Linked DNA regions of Sus scrofa: all the other regions are linked to region 1. The links are chromatin contacts, called in public Hi-C and promoter capture Hi-C maps. All regions are on one chromosome and are shown on one strand. Each heading gives the region's core, a stretch centred on a gene start, on an enhancer-like site or on the middle of the called end of the contact. The rest is flanking DNA. Distances are from core to core; before and after follow the strand shown.

Region 1 (4,174 bases), core at 1,520-4,019:
TACGAACCTACCAACATTCTGTGTCAAGCCCCAGAGAAGGGCAGACTACAGGGACACTCTACTTGGCACAGGTGCCCTGAATGCATACCACACTTGCTCTGGAAGGAGGTGTTTGTCCTTTTTGGGGGGTGGGTGGTGGGTGGGTGGGGCAGTGAGGAAAGAAAAAGATAGAACATCAGAATCTCAAGAGATATTAAAGATCCCCCTGCCCATTTGACAGGTGAGGAAAATGATGCCCCAAAAGATATGCCTACGCTGCACCCCTGCAGCTGACGGAGCATGGTCCACTCGGTAGAGACTCTGACGTAGCAGGGCCAGAGAAGGGCTGTGTTTTCCTTTAGCCAGGACCTAACCCATACTCATGATACTCATAATTTGTGGGCCTTGCAGACCCAAGATGAGTCAGGCTTCTCTGTGAGTCAGTATGTTGACAAGCCAACCCTGGCCATTCCTAGTCCTTCAAAAATAGAAGTCCAGGGGAAGGGTATGAGCAGGCCAATTTAATTAGTGTGGGCTCTAAGGTACCTTAAGTTAGCCCTATTAAATTAAATGGCCTGGGGGAAAAAATAACTGTAATTATTTCCTTCTCTCCCCTATGCTTGTGTTTCAACTGCCTCTCAACCTCCATGCTTCTCTCATTCACAAAACAACCTTTAAACTAGGAGCTAACACCCAGACAACCAGAGACTGGGGTTCAGTGTTTCCCTTTTTCTGCCCCCTTTCCCTGCCTAGGTCATGGCAGAGAATAGAGTGCGTCCAGAGGCGTCAGTAGGGCTTGGCTGTATTCTAATTTAGGGAGGCTGTTACACTGAGTAGAACATTATTCCAAAAATGCACCCAGTCTCCTTCCTGAACCAATGCAGATCCGTTTGCTGCGGGGCATTTCTTTTTCAAGACCTCTTTTCTCTCCTCGACAGATTAAAATAAGCAAACTTTAATGGTAGTGAAAGATTCTTTATTTTGTTCTGAGTTCTTCTACTTGAAACGTGTTTTCCCCAGGACACTGACCTATCCTTTAATTGTTTGGTGCGAGGCATGTTAGGGGGAGGGGCGTTACTTGTTTATTGGAACAGCGCAGTTAAAAAAAAAAAAAATCAACCTAGGCTAACAGTTTCAAGGCTCCCCTAAAGATGTATCCAAACAGGCAGCCAATCAGCGCTTACACAGCTTTTTCTGCTTGACTCTTTTAAAGAGACAGTGCCGACAGTGTTTTATCGCATTTAAAGAGAACCGCGCTCTAAAAACAGTCTGAAAATGGGGGAGTCTTCCCCTGTTTCGTTGGTTTCTGGTCTCGAGAGTCTCTGGTGAGGGACACTCAGTGTGTCCTCGGGTTCTTGGCGTGGGCAGAAAGGAGTCAGCAGCAAATAGCTGGGTCACTCTGCCAGCCTCCCCCCCTCAATTTCCCATTGTACACCTGGGTCACTGACAATGGAAGCTTCCCCTCCCCCCACTCCTGACTCTCGTCTCCCACTCCCCAATTTAGCTCCATTTATTTGAAGTTTGCAGATTTCTGCGGCGCGCATCTCGCATCGCTGGGCGCCCAGGTGATGCCCTCCTACCCCGGGATAGCACCGTCTCCCGTGGAGAAGCCGAAGGGGTCTAACTTACTAGGGCGGGCAGACCTCCGAAATTTGGGAGCGATCACTCTGCCCTCTCTTAGCCCAAGTCCTCAGTACCTCCCTCCCGGGCTCCCTAAAGCAGGCCAAGGGCCATTTTCGCGCGACTCCACTTTGGGGTTTTCCAAAGTATTTTAATGATCTAGTAAAGGAGCAGCCGCGCGCCTCGGCGCCGGCTCGAGCCGCCCAGTTCGCAGCGTGGAGCCCCGGGCCCGGCGCTCCGAAGCCAGACTGGGCGAGGGAGAGGACAGGGGGCGGGGCAGCCGAGGGGGGAGGGTAGGAGTCTGGGGAGGGGGTCGGGGTCGGAGCCGGGGGTGGGGGTGGGTGGGGGACCGGCGAGGGGGAGGGGGAGATAAGGGCTGGGCCAGCGCAAGCTGCGGCGGGGGGAGGTGAGGGGCAGATAAGGGAGAGGGACGTGGCGGGAGGGAGCCGGCGGCGCTCCGCTCAGGGGTCCGCGCCCCCTCCCCTCCGACTCTGCCGCAGCGCCCCCCCTCGCCCCCCAGTGGTCCCAGCCTTGGAGAGCGCGGGTCGGGACCCCTCCTCGCAGGGGCTGGGAAACTAGACCTCCCCCGTCCCGATTCGTGTCCCCTCCCCACATCTACAGCAAAGAGAGGCTCGCGCCCCCGAACACCCCCGATTCGCTCGCAGGAGCAGGAACAGCGGCTCCTCGGAGGCGGCCGCAGCGGGGACTGCCGCGGTCGGGCGCTGACAGGGCGTCCCTCCCGGGCCGCCCCGGGCCCGCCCCCTCGTGCCAATTGGTCTAGGCGCCCATCAATCGCGGGACGTTGACGCCCGCCTAGCTCCCTCGCCCGGGTAGCCACGTTCGGTTGAGCTCCAAGTAGACCAGCGGCAGCGGCGGCGGCGGCAGCGGTGCTGGAGGCGCAGAGGGCGGCGCAGGCGGAGCCGGGCGGGCGGCGCGCGAGCGAGCCAGCGGGCAGCCGGGCCGACGGGCGAGCGGCGGCGGCGGCGGCGGCGGCACCGGCACCCCAGGCCGAGCCGGCGCGGGAGGAGTTCCAGGGCAATGGGGCCGCGGCCGGGGCTGACGCTTTGACAGCTGGAAAGAGCGCGGAGCCAGCGCCTGGGGGGGAGGGAGGGGATCGCGGCTAGGAAAGCGCGAGCGAGTGAGCGAGCGAGCGCCGGGGAGGGGGCCGGGAGCGAGGGGGCAGCTCGGGAGCAGCCGGAGCGGTAGCGGCGGCGGCGGCGGCGGCGGCGGCGGCGAGGCTCGGCGCCCTCTTCTCTGCAAAACATGTTTGCCAAAGGCAAAGGCTCGGCGGTGCCCTCGGACGGGCAGGCTCGGGAAAAGTAAGCCCTATTTTCCAAGTGGCGGCCGCGCTGCCGCCGGGCTGCGGGCGGGTGGTGGGAGGCAGGTGGGCGGGCGGGGGCTGCTGCGTCCCGGGCCCCGGGCCCCGGCACCGCCTGCCTGGCCCCTTCCCGAGGCCGCGGCGGGCGGCGTGGGAGAGCCCATTGTTGGGAGCCGGCGGAGGTTGGGGCATCGGGGGGCGCCGCCGGAGGATGGGGTACTTGGGGGCCGCGGGGCGTGCCGGGCACGAGGGCCTGCGGTGAGGGGTGGGCGAGGTCCCGTGAGCGAGCCTGGGCGCCCACCCAAGCCGGGGCGCTCGCCGCGGTGGCCGCACTTTGCCCACCGGGCGCGGGCAGAGGGCGCGTGGCTTCTGCAGCCCCGAAGGCTCCTTTTGTCCGCCCGCGGCGTGAGGAGTGCGTGCCGGGGGCTTTGTTCGGCCGGGAGAGCTCTCCCTTCCCTGCCCTCGGCCTCGCCGCCGGCCCCGGGCCCTCCGGGGCGCCGGGCTGGGTAGGGACGGCGGCGCCGGCTTGGCTCCAAGCTTGGGGGACAGTTGTTTTGGGGGGAGGTGGTGAGGGTGGCGCTTTGCTGTCCTCTCCGGAGCGCGCGGAGCACCCCAGAGTCCCGGACGGAGTCTCCCCGACTCTCACACCTGGAGACAGGGTGGCAAGGAGTGGGTAGGGAAAAGAAGCGAGGCTCTGGGGGTCGGATGGCTTGCGAGTTTGAGAGATCTCGGTGGGTTTGGCTGCGACGCTGCTTGGAAGTTCAAGTTCGGGGGCTGCTCTTCAGCCTCTGCGTTTTGAAGTAACGCCTCTCCTGGTCCCCATCCCCTAGCTGTTCGCACCCGTGGCTCCGGGCAGGGTCGAGGTAGCTGCTCACCTCTGGTTGGGGCCACAATGGGCCAGCGTAGACAGGGCTGGGAGCCGGCCGGCAAGGTCCAGGAGCGAGCACCCGGTGTGATCTGACGCCTTCCCTCCCTCTCCCTCTCTCTCTCTCTCTCTGTGCCCCCTGCCCACTTTCCAGGTTAGCTTTATACGTCTACGAATATTTACTGCATGTAGGAGCACAGAAATCTGCACAGACCTTCTTATCGGAGGTGAGTGGAACTTCCCCCCTCATCCAATTTCTTGACACCCCCTCGTCCCCACTATTCTTAAAGCCTTTGTTTTCTGGAGCAGCCACTGTGGCCACCATTTTGAATTTTTATCACCTTTTGGCATTTATTGTTAGTTGGTCCTCACAGCCTTTTGGCTCCGGGAAG
Region 2 (3,849 bases), core at 1,146-3,645, 42 kb before region 1:
TTAAAACTCACCCATCTTTAAGACCCAGTTCAGGGACCGTCTCTTGTATGAGGGCTTCTCAGGTGATCTCTGATGGTACCTTCATCACGGGACCAGTTTGAATTACTCTGTGTGTGCGTGTGTGTGTTTGTGTGTGTGTGTGTGTACATGCATATACTCTTGCCTGGGCTGTGAGCTCCTGTGGTCAGGGTGGGTGCCCCGCCCCTCCCCATATCATCTCTGGCACCCATCACCTGGCCGGGCCCAGAGGAGGTGCTGAGTACCTGCATGCGGAGGACCAAGGCTGCCAGAGCATCCCACCCCTCGAACCCACCTCCAGTCCAGGCCCAGCCTAACTGCCAATAGCCTTGCAACCATGGGCAAGTCCCTTCTCCTCTTTGGATAAACGTCTCCTTTGACTACATAGACATTGCTTCCATTATTTATTCTCAAGTCAGGACTCTAAAAGCGAGGACCATCCTTGGGCTTCTTCGCCAGCACCTCCCCTCTCTCAGCATTTCTTTTCCACGTGCCCCCCATCACAGGGAGCTGTTCACAATTCTCACTCCCACTAGAACTTGAGCTCACGGAGAATCTCACCCCTGGGTCCTGCTCAGTGCGCTCTGCTCAGAGGAGGCTTGACGAGCCTGTGTAAAAGGCTCTGGTGGGAATTCCCTTGTGGTGCAGTGGGTTAATGATCTGGCATGGTCACTGCAGCTGCTTGGGTCACTGCTGTGGCACGGGTTCGATTCCTGGCCCAGGGAACTTCCAAATGCCTCTGGCGTGGCCAAAAATAAAAAACCAAAACCCAAAACAATCATATAGAGGCTCTTGTGCACTCCTTGGTCCCAAGAGAGGACATAGAGTAGCCTCTCCACAAACAGTGAGATCAAATGTGCACCCTCGCGAGTGGCCAGGAACTTTCACTGCGCCAGCCCAGACCCGCCACGGCCCTACCTCTGTCTGCCCACCCTGCCCAGCCATCCTCCTGGGGCTAGTCTGGCCTCCCCCGAGAGGTGTGGAGAAGGGGTGCTGTCAGCAGATGGATCTTTAGCCAGCATTGCTCTGCCCCAGGCAAGCCCTACTCGAATCTCAGCCAGAATCCCCCTCCCATTTCCCACCCCCGTGGGCTGGGACAGACCTCAGCCAGCAGGCCTCCCAGCTTTGATCAATACAGGGCAAGCAGCCAAGGCGGCTGCAGGCTCCATCCTCCCAGGAGGCCCCAGCTCAGCCGGGGTCACATGGGGGAGGGGGCTGCAGCCTGGCTCAGGGACTCTGGGGGGTGGGGCAGGGCAGGGGAGAGCAGGAAAAGCAGGCGTCACTCACAGAGTCATTCCTTCCTTCCCCATTCACTCCTCCATCCACATAGGTTCCGTCCACAAATATTTAGTGAGCATCAACTATGCACCAGGCACTGTCATCCACTCTGGGGACACCGCGAGGACAAGACAGCAGCTTTTGTGGGAATGAATGTTCTAGTGGGGAAGAGAGACAACAGATGAAGGAATGAAAATGAGATGTAGTTTCAAAAGGTGATAAAAATACAATTAAGTAGGGTGACAGAGAGACGGGGTAGCATCTCCCCTCCCCTCCCACCCAGTGGTCAGGGAGGATGCTTGAGCTGCTGGAATGACCACGAGATGCCCACCAGGTAGCTCAGATCAGACTTCCAGAAGCAGACGCTGAGATGGAGATTTGCATGCAGGCAGCTTGCTGGGTTGCTCACCCCCACAAACACACGGAGGGGTGAGGGAGGGAGGCAGCGCAGAGCAACAAAGGGAGAAGTTGGGCCACGTGCAGTCACAGCAAAGGCCTCAGCTGACCCCCATGGGTCCAGGAGCAAGGATAGCCTTTCGGAGTTGTCCCACTCCAGGCAACCGGGCCAGCCCTTTGTAACACCCCACTGACCAGCCACAGGGTAGCTGCCCGCAGGAAGGGGTAAGACTTTGGGCTGTCTTCAGCGGAGGGTCCTTCCCATGGGGTCTCAGTGCTCTCAGCAGCTGCGGGAAGGAGGACCTCCTCCTCCGCTTCCACGAAGTGTGCCGAGATCTGGGGGAAGAACGTTCCAGACAGAGGGAACAGCAAGTGCAATCTCCCTGACGCAGAGACGCAAGCTAAGCCTGACCGAGGCACAGACAAGTCCAGCGCGGCCAGTGTGCCTGAGTGGAGGGGGACTCAACAGGCTGGCAGCCGGAGAGGCAGGCAAAGGCCAGTCCAAAAGGCCCTGTGAACCGTGGGACTTTATTCCAAGTGTAAAGGGTCACCCCAGGAGGGCTTTAAGAAGAGAGTGATCTGATAATTACCTATTAACACCACCCAGGCTTCTGGGTGGGAAAGGGGCGGGGCCAGGTGGGCGGAGAGAGCAGTTGGGAGCTGTGGGCGGGGCCAGGTGGGCGGGGAGAGCAGTTGGGAGCTGTGGGCGGGGCCAGGTGGGCGCCGCTGGCGGCTCAGTCCGGACGTGGGAAATCCCGGCTCAGTAAGAGAGGAGGGAGCCCCGGGATGCTGCGGGGGTTCAGGGAGAGGATTCCAGACCAGTCTGGGCTGCCAGGGGAAGTCCTAGAGGCGCTTCCAGTGTCCTGTGGCAGATACTAAGCCAGGTGAATTTGATTTTCCTACCCTTAAAAATCCTAAAATTGGGAGTTCCCCGTTGTGGCTCAGCTGAAACGAACCTGACTAGTATCCATGGGGATGCAGGTTCAATCCCTGGCCTCACTCAGTGGGTTAAGGATCCGGCGTGGCCGTGAGCTGCGGTGTAGGTCACAGCTAAGGCTGGGATCTGGCATGGCTGTGGCTGTAGCTGTGGCGTAGGCTGGCATTTGCAGCTCTGATTTATGCTGCAGGTGCAGCCCTACAAAGCAAAAAAATAAAAAAATTAAAAAATTTAAAAAATTAAAAATTAAAAAACCTAAAATGTGGATTTGGGAAGGAACCTCAGAGACACCTAGTTCTCCCTCTCCCAAGCTGGTGGCTAGCGATCACACAGCCCCTGTTCTGTACCACAAGGGATAAGGACTTCCTCCTGGATCATCTTCCTGGAAAGTTCTGAGAGCTGCCTCCATGCATCTGCGCCCAGGGGCCTCTGCTCAGCTCTGGGCCACACTAGGCACATCTGTTTTCCCTGTCCCAGAGGTCCCCGGAAAGGAGACCAGGCTCCCGTCTCCACATCTTCTTGCCCTATGGTTTATCCCTGGGAGGACCTCAGGCGGTGCCCGCTCTGCCCCGAGCCCAGTTCCTGGCTGGCCCACTGACTCACTGCTGTGATTTGCATCTGATGGCGAAAGGTATGGAGAGAAATCGCTTTATAGAATTTGTAAGAGATGCACATTTTCGTCCAAGGCTTGATGCCCGTGGAGGCAAAACCAGGCTTTGAGCTGAAAGAGCTGAGTTCTAGCCTATCCGTGCAACCTTGGATCAGTCCCTTCCTCCTCTGGACTTCGTGTGCTCCCCTGGAAATGAGGCTGGCCAGCTGGGTGGTATTGAAGAGCTGAAGTAAAATACTGTGAGTCCATTTGCGGGTCTGCCCTTGTTCATTCTGCAAAAGCGAAGCCAAGGGATATTCTATTTGCTTTTGTTATGACTCCTGGAATCAGAGAATTCCAGAATCTTGGGGCTAGAGCGAAAGGCATTGAAAAGTCTAACCAACTCCTCCTGCTCCATGACACCTGTTCTGCTGACCTTTGTTTCAACATCACTATCAGCTGACTGTCTGCTTCCAGAGCTTGTATACCTCCAGACATGGTGTACTTGAACTTCTTGATAAGATGGTTCTATTAGACTTTATACTGACTCACAGACTTCGGAAAACTTATGGTTTCCAAAGGAGACAGGTTGGGCGGTGGGGGGATGGACTGGGGGTTTGGGATGGAAATG
Region 3 (4,006 bases), core at 97-2,596, 63 kb after region 1:
ATTGATCAAGGCCACGGGTGGAGCCCGAGTCCTCAAGGATACTAGTCCGGTTCGTTAACCACTGAGCCATGATGGGAACTCCAAACATAAAATTTTGATGGCCTGATTTATATCTTACTGGTATGGCTTATTTCTTAACCATGTCCTTGCCCTCAGGAGGTCAAGTCCAGGAGGGTACTATCTGTCCACCCGGCTCATTGAGCCCAGCACCTGGCCAGAGGTACGACTTGGCCACCATGCCCCTTGCCCATGTGCTTCCTCCGCTGCCAGGTGCCCAGCTTCCTGCCACCATCTTCCTTCTAAGCCCTCTGGGCTCCTCGGAGCCTGTGGAAGCCCAGACCACCTTCCTCTGGTTGCTGAGTGGCACGTCCCTTCCTGAGCTCCTAGAGCCTGCGTCAGTCGCACGTGGCTTCCCTTCCCGGAGGCGCTGCCCACACTCCCAGCTGCCTGTGGCTCTCCCAGCTCTTTGCTTCAGCCCAGAGGTCTTGTAACTGATGTTACCAAGAACCACTTTCCGTTCCTTGGGGACAGGGGGGGCCTGGGGTGTCATCCTCGCTCCAAATCCTAAAGCCCAGGAGGACCTTGGGGTGGGGGGGGCCTGAGTGTGTCAAGCAGACAGGCTTGTACAGAACGATGGTTTTGAACCTTTTCGGTTCACAGAACCCTGTGAGACTGATATGCAGTCAACTGGGCCTGATAATCCAGGGGTTTGCAGACCCTTTGAAGGCCTTCAGAGGCAGACACATCCCCCAACCGCTGGCTGCTGTGGCTTCTTACTGTCCACTTTGCCTTCTGTAGGAGAGCAGCAGCGATAGTTACCTGCCAGTTACGCTGTTGTGACCGTGACCGTGGTGGTTCTAGCGACTCACATTTGGTTGTTTCCCTTGTCCTCGCCATGACCCAGTGAGGAAAGGACCACCAGTCCCATTTCAGAGATGAGAAAGCCAAGGCTCCGAGAGGGGAGGTGACGTGCCCAGGGCCCTTTCAGTGTTGGAACCCAGGCTGCGTGGCTTTGGAAGGAGTGCCCGAACACCTGATCCCCAGTAAGGAATGTAGCAGGTGCTCACTAAATGGTAAATGCCGTTAAAGGCAGCAGAGTGTCAGGCCACAGCCAACCTATTGGTGGGGGGCTTCCCCTCCCCCATAGGCAGCCCACCTGTCCTGAGTACCCTCCTGGTGCAGGATCCAGGCTCCGGGGTTTGCGGGCAGGCGGAGGCGAGCGCAGATCCGCCAATCCCGGGAAATGTGTAAAATCCTGTTCCTGAAAACCGGCCGGGTTCTCAGAGTGTCCCGGCTGGCGTGTTTTGCTAGTCACGAAACATGATCCATACGCTGTATTTTAGGACTCCCCATCTGTCGGCATCGGGGAGGGCTTTCACTTGCGGGAGCGCAGAGCATGCCAGCTCCCCCGGGGCGGGGGGCGGGCAAGAAGGATCTGGGGCAGCAAGTGGATCTGCTCCTCCATGGAGGGTGCCTTCTACCGGGTCGGGTGGGGCCTGAGGGGTGGGGGGTGGGGGGTCCTTGGGTGTGTTGGTCAGCAGCATTGCAGATCCATTGGCAAGTGGATTTCCCATTGCTTCACACCGTTTCTAGACGGGTCTCCACTTCTTCCTTAAGCAAAGCAAGGTACAGGGAGGGAAAGTCTCTTATCCAGGGCCAGGGCCATAGCAACGTGGGATCTGAGCCGCGTCTGTGACCTATGCCACACCTCACGGCAGCTGGGGGTCCTTAACCCACTGAGTGAGGCCAGGGATCCAACCTGTGTCCTCATGGATGCTAGTTGGGTTTGTTAACCGCTGAGCCACAATGAGAACTCCCTCTTATCCAGTGTTTCAAGGCGGCCAAGAGGCTAAGCTCCGATTCGAACTCAGGTCTTTAGACTGTGTCCTGTGCTCTGTCCTGCCGTGTCTGCCCTCCTCTTTCCTGGGTTGTGCCACTGTGGGTGGTGCCGGGCAGGTGGGAGGTGTTGCCTGGAAGTGGGGGCCAGGGAGGGAGGGAGGGCAAGCCTTGCCCTTGGGCCCACTTGGCAGGGAGCACTCAGGCCTTGCCCCACGCCCCACCCCTCTGGCCTGCTGGGGTAGAGGACGAACGCTAAGAGGGCTATCGATCCACTCTCCTCGGAGGGAGGGCGCAGCGCATTCAAGCTTTCTTTTTAAAAATGCATTAACCTGACCGTAAGCAGGCCCCGGTTTAAAAATAAATAAACATAAGACTAGAAGCAAAACAAGTGGGAATAGGGGGCAGGGATGGAGCAGATCCTTAGAAAAATGAAAAAGGGTGTCTGAGGAGGCTCCTTCTCCATGTACGAGCCAGGTCCGGGCCAGGATGCCATGTCTGAATTCCGGGACCACCCTGCTTGGCTGTGCCCTGGGCCACCTGCTTCTTTCCTGGCGCTGTCTGTGCAGAGAAACTTTACCTAAATCCAAAGGTTCCGGGAAACCCCTCTGGGCGTCGGGAAGGGTAGAGGGGGCTGGAGGAGGCCCCGCAGAGCGTGGCTGAATCCATGTTTGAAAGCCTGCCTTGCCAGCCCTGTCTTGGGCAGTTCGGTCTCTGTCGTTTGCTCTCGAGCCACACGGGCCGTCTCTTGCTTTCTCGGAAGTGCCTTTGCACATGCTGTTCCCCCTGCCTGGAAGGGGCGTCCATCCCTTCCCTTTCTCCCCCGTCTGGTCTCCAGGTTAACACCTGCTCTTCCTTCAGCCCTCAGCCTAAAGGGCACTCGCGTCCTAACCCGCGTGGGTCAGGCCTCCTGTCTCACACCCTCAGGGGTCCCAATTCTCTTCCGTAGCTCTTGCCACAACGTAATACAAGAATTCACTTCCATTTTACAGCATTTAGTAATGAAGCCTGGGAAAGGCGGAGATGGGTCACTCCTGTTTGTTCAATATTCACTGCCCAGCTTGGCACAGGAAAGGGGTTATAAATCCTTGTGGAATAGGTAGATGGCGGGTCAGGGTCTATTCCATTTGGCCCGTGGGTACGGTGTGGGTAAGGGTGGAGGGGAGAAAAGTAGTCAGAATTCACCGTGATTTTCTAATGTTCCTAGAGGTCATTATATGAGGTGAGGTCAGGATATGGTTTCAGAGGGGGGGCCCCCACCCCTTGAAAGGAGACTTTTTTTTTTCCTCCCCCTTTTTAGGGCCGCATCTGTGGCATATGGAAGTTCCCAGGCTAGGGGTCTAATCGGAGCTGCAGCTGCTGGCTTACGCCACAGCCACAGCCACGCAGGATCCAAGCTGTGTCTGTGACCTGCACCACAGCTCATGGCAATGCTGGATCCTTAACCCACCGAGCGAGGCCAGGGACTGAACCTGCATCCTCATGGATGCGAGTTGGGTTTGTAACCTATGGAGCCACAGCGGGAACTCCAGAAGGAGGAGACTTCTGCCACCGGAGCAGTAGGTCAGGGTGCAGTGCTCCAGAGCTGGCCCCTCTCCAAGGCTGTCTGGCCACCCCTTTCCCCTGGTGGGTGGGAAGGTGTGTAGCCAGAGAACAGAAAGAACTTGGCCAGTATCTCACAGCGGAGCCCGTGAAGGCTATTCCTTGGGCCGCAGTTAAATTGTTTAAAGGTGATTAATCCAGTACCAGGTACCTCCTGGATGGGCATCTTTTCACTGCCCTGCACGGTGGTGGCTCAGGGTGGTGGCGCCAATTTGTGGAGGAGGAAATGGGAGGTACAGTGAACTTTGGTTGCTTGTTGCAGGATGAGGCAGAGGCAAGGCGGTGTTGTGGTGTTGGAACTCCAATCTTTGGATTCTGTAGCTTGGTACCTCCCAGGGTGGGGGCCTCAGCGACAGCCTTGGTTCTTGGATTGGCTCTGGTGGGGACCCCCTGCCTCCCACTAGCCAGGGGTGCTGTAACCATTTAGAGCAGCCTTCGTTGCTTCCAGCCATCTGGGCCTGGGGGACCAGTGGTTCCCGGAGACCCCCCGCCTTCCTCCCCCACCTGGTTCACCTCCTTCTTCTGTGTCCTCCCTTTCCACCTCTATGGGGCCCCAGAAATTCCTCTC

The links. Promoter capture Hi-C pulls out the DNA fragments that hold promoters and counts their contacts. A called contact is a pair of places that touch in the nucleus more often than the background predicts.
Region 2: a promoter capture Hi-C map of liver shows a contact between it and region 1, with 4 times the contacts expected there. The contact joins the enhancer-like site here to the promoter of SSBP3 in region 1. A contact is called at or near these places in 1 of 5 promoter capture datasets (liver), 12 of 47 Hi-C or Micro-C datasets (adipose tissue, blood, embryonic fibroblasts and 7 more) and 2 of 2 datasets of contacts at active chromatin or transcription factors (alveolar macrophages and skeletal muscle).
Region 3: a contact with region 1 is called in a Hi-C map of skeletal muscle, with 3 times the contacts expected there. The contact joins the enhancer-like site here to the promoter of SSBP3 in region 1. A contact is called at or near these places in 1 of 5 promoter capture datasets (liver), 5 of 47 Hi-C or Micro-C datasets (embryonic fibroblasts, fetal liver, liver and 2 more) and 2 of 2 datasets of contacts at active chromatin or transcription factors (alveolar macrophages and skeletal muscle).

Annotation. Positions count from the first base shown.
Region 1 is chr6:157,908,830-157,913,003 of Sscrofa11.1, forward strand. It overlaps SSBP3 (single-stranded DNA-binding protein 3), which reads left to right and starts at 2,770. Exons shown (of 17, transcript XM_021096596.1): 1 at 2,770-2,918; 2 at 3,937-4,009. The coding sequence starts at 2,863.
Region 2 is chr6:157,866,771-157,870,619 of Sscrofa11.1, forward strand. No RefSeq gene overlaps it. Among named protein-coding and RNA genes, the nearest start is that of ACOT11, 36 kb to the left of the region's middle. Within about 2 kb of position 2,396, at least 20 of the 83 cell types and tissues checked have an H3K27ac peak or open chromatin away from gene starts, as enhancers often do. A contact at or near this core is called in fetal liver and liver, where this site is marked.
Region 3 is chr6:157,972,950-157,976,955 of Sscrofa11.1, forward strand. The region is part of intron 4 of SSBP3 (single-stranded DNA-binding protein 3); the gene reads left to right. Among named protein-coding and RNA genes, the nearest start is that of SSBP3, 63 kb to the left of the region's middle. Within about 2 kb of position 1,347, at least 6 of the 83 cell types and tissues checked have an H3K27ac peak or open chromatin away from gene starts, as enhancers often do. A contact at or near this core is called in liver and skeletal muscle, where this site is marked.